2 separate regions of the Anas platyrhynchos genome follow, and region 2 is linked to region 1. The links are chromatin contacts, called in public Hi-C maps. All regions are on one chromosome and are shown on one strand. The core of a region is the stretch at or near the end of the contact, and the rest is flanking DNA. Distances in the headings are between cores, read along the strand shown.

What was found. Hi-C and Micro-C count contacts between places; a contact is called where the count stands out from the background.
Region 2: a Hi-C map of liver shows a contact between it and region 1, with 3 times the contacts expected there. The contact joins the enhancer-like site here to the promoter of TTL in region 1. A contact is called at or near these places in 2 of 8 Hi-C or Micro-C datasets (liver and subcutaneous adipose tissue).

The regions. Positions count from the first base shown.
Region 1 is chr3:15,374,246-15,377,563 of IASCAAS_PekinDuck_T2T, forward strand. It overlaps TTL (tubulin tyrosine ligase), which reads right to left and starts at 1,584. Exons shown (of 7, transcript XM_027453543.3): 1 at 1,091-1,584. The coding sequence starts at 1,247.
Region 2 is chr3:15,456,206-15,459,628 of IASCAAS_PekinDuck_T2T, forward strand. All of the region lies in intron 7 of TTBK1 (tau tubulin kinase 1), which reads right to left. Among named protein-coding and RNA genes, the nearest start is that of TTBK1, 45 kb to the right of the region's middle. Within about 2 kb of position 1,521, at least 1 of the 8 cell types and tissues checked has an H3K27ac peak or open chromatin away from gene starts, as enhancers often do.

The DNA of each region.
Region 1 (3,318 bases), core at 334-2,833:
AGCGCTGCGGTGCTGGGGTCACCCCAAACCTGCTCCGACACGCTGGGGACAGGAGGCAGCACGGGGCCAGCCCAGCAGCTGTCACTCTGCACGGACACCCACCAGCCACGGGCAATGACAGTGCATCTCTGCTCCCCGCCGCACCCCACAACGCTGCCAGCGCCTGGCGGGGCTCTGCCTGCTCGTGGGCAGCACACGGCCCTGTCTGGTGGGGTAGGGGACGAGCAGCAGGGCTGGCAGGGGACAAACCCACACAAGGAAGCTCCCAGAGCTTGCTCGGCCACGGCCACGCATGCTGGCAGAAGGGGATGAGCAGCAGGGGAGAAGAAAAGGGGGGTGGCCTGGCATTGCACGCACACAGCCTCCCCGACAACTCTCCCCCTGCCCCCCAAGCAGGCACCAGACGTGCTGTCACCCTCGCCAAGACCCTGCAGAGCAGCAGCAAAAAAAAAAAAAGCCTCAAGTGTTTTTCTGCAGGCAGGCTGAGAAGTGGGGGTGTCGTGACCCCACTAGACAGCCCTGGGGACGGCGGGGACCCTGAGGCCAGCGTCCTGAACACGCGGGGAGCCAAACAAAGGGAGCGTCCCGCTGCGGGGTGCGAGCCCCCAATGCCAGCATCCCACTCCCCAGGCTGGGCTGGGTATTTTGGGGGGCACTGCAGATGCTGTCCTGGAGGGCGATCCTTCCATCCTTCGAGGCCTGGTGAGGGGCAGCAGGGGCTGTTCATTTTTGGGCTGTGCCGGTTTCGGGACAGAGCCTGTTCCAGGGCTGCAAGGGGCTGTGGGGAGCCCCCCGCTGCTGCCCCTTTGTTCCTGGCGATGCGGGTTGGGGTTGGGGTTGGGGTTGGGGTTGGGGTCGGGGCGGCTGCGGGGTCCCTGCGGCAAGGAGCCCGCTGTCTGGGGCCAGCTGTCCCCGAGGGGCTGCAGCCACTGCCCAAGGCACCAGAAGACAGCAGGGCACAGCCAGGCGATGCCCCACAGGCTATGGGGGACCCCATGGGGCTCACCCTACCCGGGGGTAAAGGGGGGGGGGGGGACCCCCGACAACACCGCACCCTGCTCGGGCACGGCAGCACCGAGCCAGCCCTTACCCAGCCTGCCGAAGGGGAGCCGGTTCCTCTCGCCCAGCATCAGGTTGAAGCGGGGGTTGTCCTTCCTGAGCCGCCTCCACTGCCCGCTGGCCAGGAGCAGCCGGGAGACCTCGGCGTAGACGCTGCTGTTCTCGTCCCGCACCACGAAGGTGTACATGGCGGCGGGGCGGGCGGGGGAAAACACCCCCCCCCGGACCCTTTACCCTACCCTACCCCGGGGACCCGCCGGCTTCCCCAGGCCCATGGGGCCCCGCCGCAGCTTAGGCAGGGCCCTGCTCGGCCACCGGCACCGCCACCTCCTCCTCCTCCTCCTCCCGTCCCGGCTCCGCATGGCCGGGGCCGCCCGCCCCTACGCGCCGCCGGGCTGAGCTCATCGCGGGGAGGGACCGCGCCGGGCCCCGCGGCCGGCGGGGCGGGGAGACCCCAAATCGGCCCCGGGTGGGGTAGGGGGGGGACAGGGAGGGACAAGGGGACACACAGGGGGGTGCTGGCCCTGCCCCTGCACCGCCTTCCCCGCGGCGACCCGGAAGCAGAGCGGGTTTTGCAGATGGGAGAAGATGGCGCTGCTCAGCGCTCCTTAGCCCGCATCGGGGTGCTGAGGGTAGATCGAGGCTGGTCGTGGTGAAAGGGAACGAAAAACAGGTGGCAGAGCAAGGTGGCAAGCGACAAAGGGCCTGGCCACCTCTGGGGGTGATGCTGGCCCCAAGCTGCGAGGCAGCGAGGATGGGGAGCTCTTACACCGACACTCGTCCTGGGTCCATCACACTCCTCAAATCCTGTGTTTCTTCTTGGCATCTTTCAGTTTTCCTGTACTTAACCTTCCCAAGCATTGTTATCTAGTTAGATTTTTTCTGTTTACTGAAAATGTCTTTCCTTATACCCATTGCTCCCGTCTTCCTCTTAAACAAGGCTGCAGCCAACCGCACCCATCTCATGTCACAAATTCACAACCTGGAGAGTTCAGATCTCGTAACAAACCTCTCAGTAATAAAAAGATATGAGTTCTTGATTTGGTTAATGCCCCGGTTTCCTTGCAGACCCTATATGAGAAACGCCATCAGCACTGCCTGCTTGTGTTGGTTGCTATAAATCATGATGCACTTCCAACAAATCAACAGTATTTTCCTGAAGGGAACTGAAATGTGTGGTAAATCGGTGATGACCAGCATGCTTTTTCGTCTTTGACAACGTGAGACGATACGTGACTCAAGGACAGGGAAATCTCATTTTAAAAACGGCTCCTCACCTACGTCTTTTTCTTCTGCTAAATTGAGCAAAATGTTCTTAATGAAATGTTCTCCACCTTATGGACAGTGACAACAATTAGTGTTTCCAAGTTGTTATCATAAAAGACCAATTTTATTAAAAGTCTAAGGAACATAGAAAACACTCAACTGTAGGCCAAATGGGCGATAACAAGATTCAAATGAAAAAGAACTGTCTATTTTGTATCATCTTTGACTGGATGCTGACATGGACGTTGTTTAAATGGGATGCTAATTCTTACCGACACAAATCTTGGGATACTGAATCCAGTCTTTTTGAAGCTTAAAGGTTTTTCCTGAATATAAAATTGGAACAATCAGAGCTTAATTTACCTCCCCAAGAAAAAAACGAAAAGGGTTTTAAAGCAATATTACCTCAACTGTGCCATTTAGAATTAAACCATTTTATTTTGTGTGTGTGAGTTTATGTACACCTCTTATGTGTGAGGAGTGGCCTGTGGGTATGCTCCTGCATGGACAGAGTGGGAATGGAAACCATCAACCCCACTCATTTGGGATCCCACTTGTCTTCCTTTTGACAAGGCTAAGGTGGTGAGAAATACATTAGGACATTAAATCCCATCCTTCTCCCACTCTGGAGAAAAAAAATAACCTTCTTTATTGAAAGTTTTCCTGAACTGGCACTTGCCAGGTTGTGTATCTCCCTCAGATACTTGCTGTAGCTAGGGCAATACTCTGAAACGGATCCCAAACACGTGTTCTGCATGTGGCACTTCTGAAAGAATATTATGATCTGTTACTGATGTCAGGGTGTTGCAACTTGCTGATATAAGAGCGATGATCTGCCTCTGGTGAGCGCAAGGCAGTACATAGGGAATTGCTCTTTTTTTTTCCAGGGATTTTGGATGGTTATTTGACCCAATCTTTGAGGCATAAATAATACACAAAATTATGTGTCTCACTGAGGATGAGGTTTGCTTTCCTTTTGTTAGCTTAAAGCAA
Region 2 (3,423 bases), core at 271-2,770, 82 kb after region 1:
CAGACAGACATGAAAATCACACCTCCCTCCTTCCAGAGTGCACCCACACCTGTAAGCTACAGGACACTTTGAGATGCAAGACTGAGAACATCCATGTCGGAAAGGATGCATTGTGCATGAAATAATTTAATATTTATTACCAAGAGAGAAAGTGTGTGACAGGCACTCTGTAACCTGGCAGCAAACGCACTTACCTGACGTAGGGGAGACTTGACCTGCAATCCAACTCAACATTCACTTGCCTAGGGTGCGAAGCCCCTGTTCCCTCACCACTGGGCAGAGCAATAGCTTTCTTTTCCTCTTTCTGTAGTCCAATGGGAAGAATAATCAGAGCTTCAAGTGGAACAGCACCAGTCAGAAAGGAAGGAATGACACATTCAGGTGTTTTGAAGCCCCCTACAGCATGGCAGTACTCAGAAATGGAAAATAGGATCTCAGTGCCCTCCAGGCGTGTATAGGATTTGAGCCTTGACTGCTCCCTTTCCCCTCACCCCTGTAGTACAAGAGCTCTGACTAGAAAGCTGCTACAAAAAACAAAACCATCAACAACCTGACAGAGGTGATCTGAGGTCACCGTCACTGCACCAGGGCTTCCAGGTACAGAAAGCAAAAAACCAGCAAGTTCTAATGGACAAGATACAAAAGTCCCTGCTCACCAACAGATTTTGAATTGGTACATTTAAACTGCATAGTTGTAATGTTTTAAAACAACACACACTCCCTTCTTAAGTCCAAATTTGGTACTCCAACAAGAAGAGTAACAATGAGAATCTGTACACAATTTTCTATATTGTCCTATAGTTTTAGTGTTCTATAACATTCTGTAACTAACTCACTCCCACAGAAATGGCACTTTCATAATACATTAATTGTGCAATGTTTTTAAGACATAGGTCCGCTTTTTTCCTTCTTCCCATCTCTATGTGAATTAATGTGACTATGCTGTGCCATCAGCCTTTTCTGCAATTACCTTTTTCACAATATAAAGACAAAAATTACATCCTTTCCTAAGCTAATATAGCACTTTGAGTACTACAGCTTCACAGATCTGTTTATTCTACTGCAAAGCTGTTAATCTTATCAGTAACATTATACTCTTAGATACATTTCAAGTTAAAAGTACGTGAAAAAGCTACTGGACTTCTATGTTTGAATATTTGGGGTCTTAGGATCTAGGAGTTAACATCCTTTGTGTTATTTTATAGCTCACTTTCCAGCAGGGAGGAAAACTATAGCAAAATGTACCATACTCTCCTCTTCTAATACCTTGCTCACTGCAGTGAAGGCTATTTTTAACACTGTGCACAGACACTTGGAAAATAAATATATCAATTAGCTGACACATTTCTGCAGCCTTCATCATGCTCGTCTACACAGGCTACGCATCGCCCTGCCTACAACCTCTCCTCTCTACCCACCGAATCACAGAGCCGCCCTCGCACATGCATGGTATTTTCAGCAAGGCACTGCAAACTACTGCAGTGCAGTCTGAGCCACGAGGAGACCGAGATCTAATCAATGGGCTGCAGCTGACTAAGCTAAAAAAAAAAAATGCTTGCTGAGCATAACAGCTCAGTGCCAGATCCTGCAAGCAGAGAGAGGCTCCTGGAAAAACATAGCAAAGCCTCTCCTCTCCTCTGTTCTCTAATAAATAAGACCAAGTTGCTAAAACCTCCATCACTTTCAATTAATATCTGTGGAACCACGGAGAATGTGTTGCTGAAGGCAGGGTGTCACAGAGAGGGGAAAAGCATAACGCTGTCTGTACGGCACCTTAGCGACAAGCCTAGCAGACTTGAACAAAGACCAGTAATGATGAAGGAGTTATTGTCAAAAAAATGACCTACATTAGCACTGAAGACCTTCATGACTCCACACACCTCCAGCATACGAGCACAGGCTGCTCATCATATTATCTGTCATGTCTCTGTTCCCCTCCAAGTTCAGATTTTCTACTCAGCCCTGGTTCTCTGTATTGAACACCCTCTGCTGTAAAAATGAAGGTGAGATGATGATTTTTCTTGTACGCTTGCTGCAGAAGATACTTCCAAAAATTTTAAAAGACAACCTTTCAACCCATTCTCTAGCTTTTTAGCTCTGTTGTCTAAAATATGTCTCAGCAATGAGTGCTTACAGTTCATTGCTGCATTGCAAAGGTCGGTTGTGCAACTGGGACAATACAGGGAATAAGAAGACTCTTCTCATCCCTGCCTCAGTCATGGCAGAAGGCTGTATTTAGAAGAAGAAATGGTTAGATTCATAGAAAAGGTCCATGTATCCCATAATGTCATATTTGTTATGGACGGTCTTGGGATTCACCCCAAAATGAACCTTTTCATGGAAGGGGGGCAAAAAAAAAAATCACAAAGGAAAAACTAGATTTGTTTCTCAGAAGAGAATCCTCTGCATCTGGAAGCAGTTATTAACTGGAGCTGAAGTAATAGTTACCCTCTATAACCCATGTCTTCTTAAACAGATCTCCAAGCCTTCCATGACTGAAAAACTGAGAAATGAACAGGTTAAACAAATGCCAGCTTCAAACTGCACCACCCCAGCTGGATGGGAACCCTCATGCTGGTAAGGAAGCAGATCTCATATCAGCATAATCTTATCAAAAACTACACTCCCCTGCCACCAAAGTTATGTAATTGCACAAATCCTGGGAAGATCCTGTGGGGAAAAGGGTACTGGAGGGGGCTGCATAAGTTTGAAAAAGAAAGGATAGCGGCCTTGGATGAAGCAATGGCATTGCTTTAAGTATTAAAGGAAGAAAAAAGTACTTCCTACGTCTCAGTAGCTTGGACAAAGTTCTGACTGACCCTAGATGACACTGCTCCCAAGCTACCTCCCCTCAGAGTCTACACATTTCCGAATTTTCTCTTCCATAAAGGTAAAAATGGGGTGCAAAGGTTCTGGAGGAACACCATCAGGATGGAAGGCAACATCAGTTCTTTCTCGTATCTCCATTTTTTAAATGTTTCTAAACAGATTTTATATTTACTCGCTGAGCTAGCTTTCTCACAGTCACTCACCAAGTGAAGCCCCTATAAATGCCTCAGAGTAAAGGGGCTAAGAAGTAAAGCACTCTAGAGCAAATGCTTTTGGTCACAGGTGGCAGAGATGGCCCAATACCTGCAACTGCTGCTACCATCGTCCTGTGACCAAGACAAAGATATGCTCTTTGCAAGAACAAGGCCAACAGATACTCAGACTACCTCAGATCAGTCCCAAGGTCTGAAGTTTTCTCAGGTACAATATGAAAACTCTGAAAAGCCATACGCGTATCATCAAGTGTCACCACAGTGACCTTTGTTTTGTCCTGTATTCCTTTCCTGATGACTTTTGCTACTTAAAGTATCCTAGCTTCACGAAGACATAGATATTCCACAACATCAAGGTTTCACTTATCAGCTCTACTTGTCA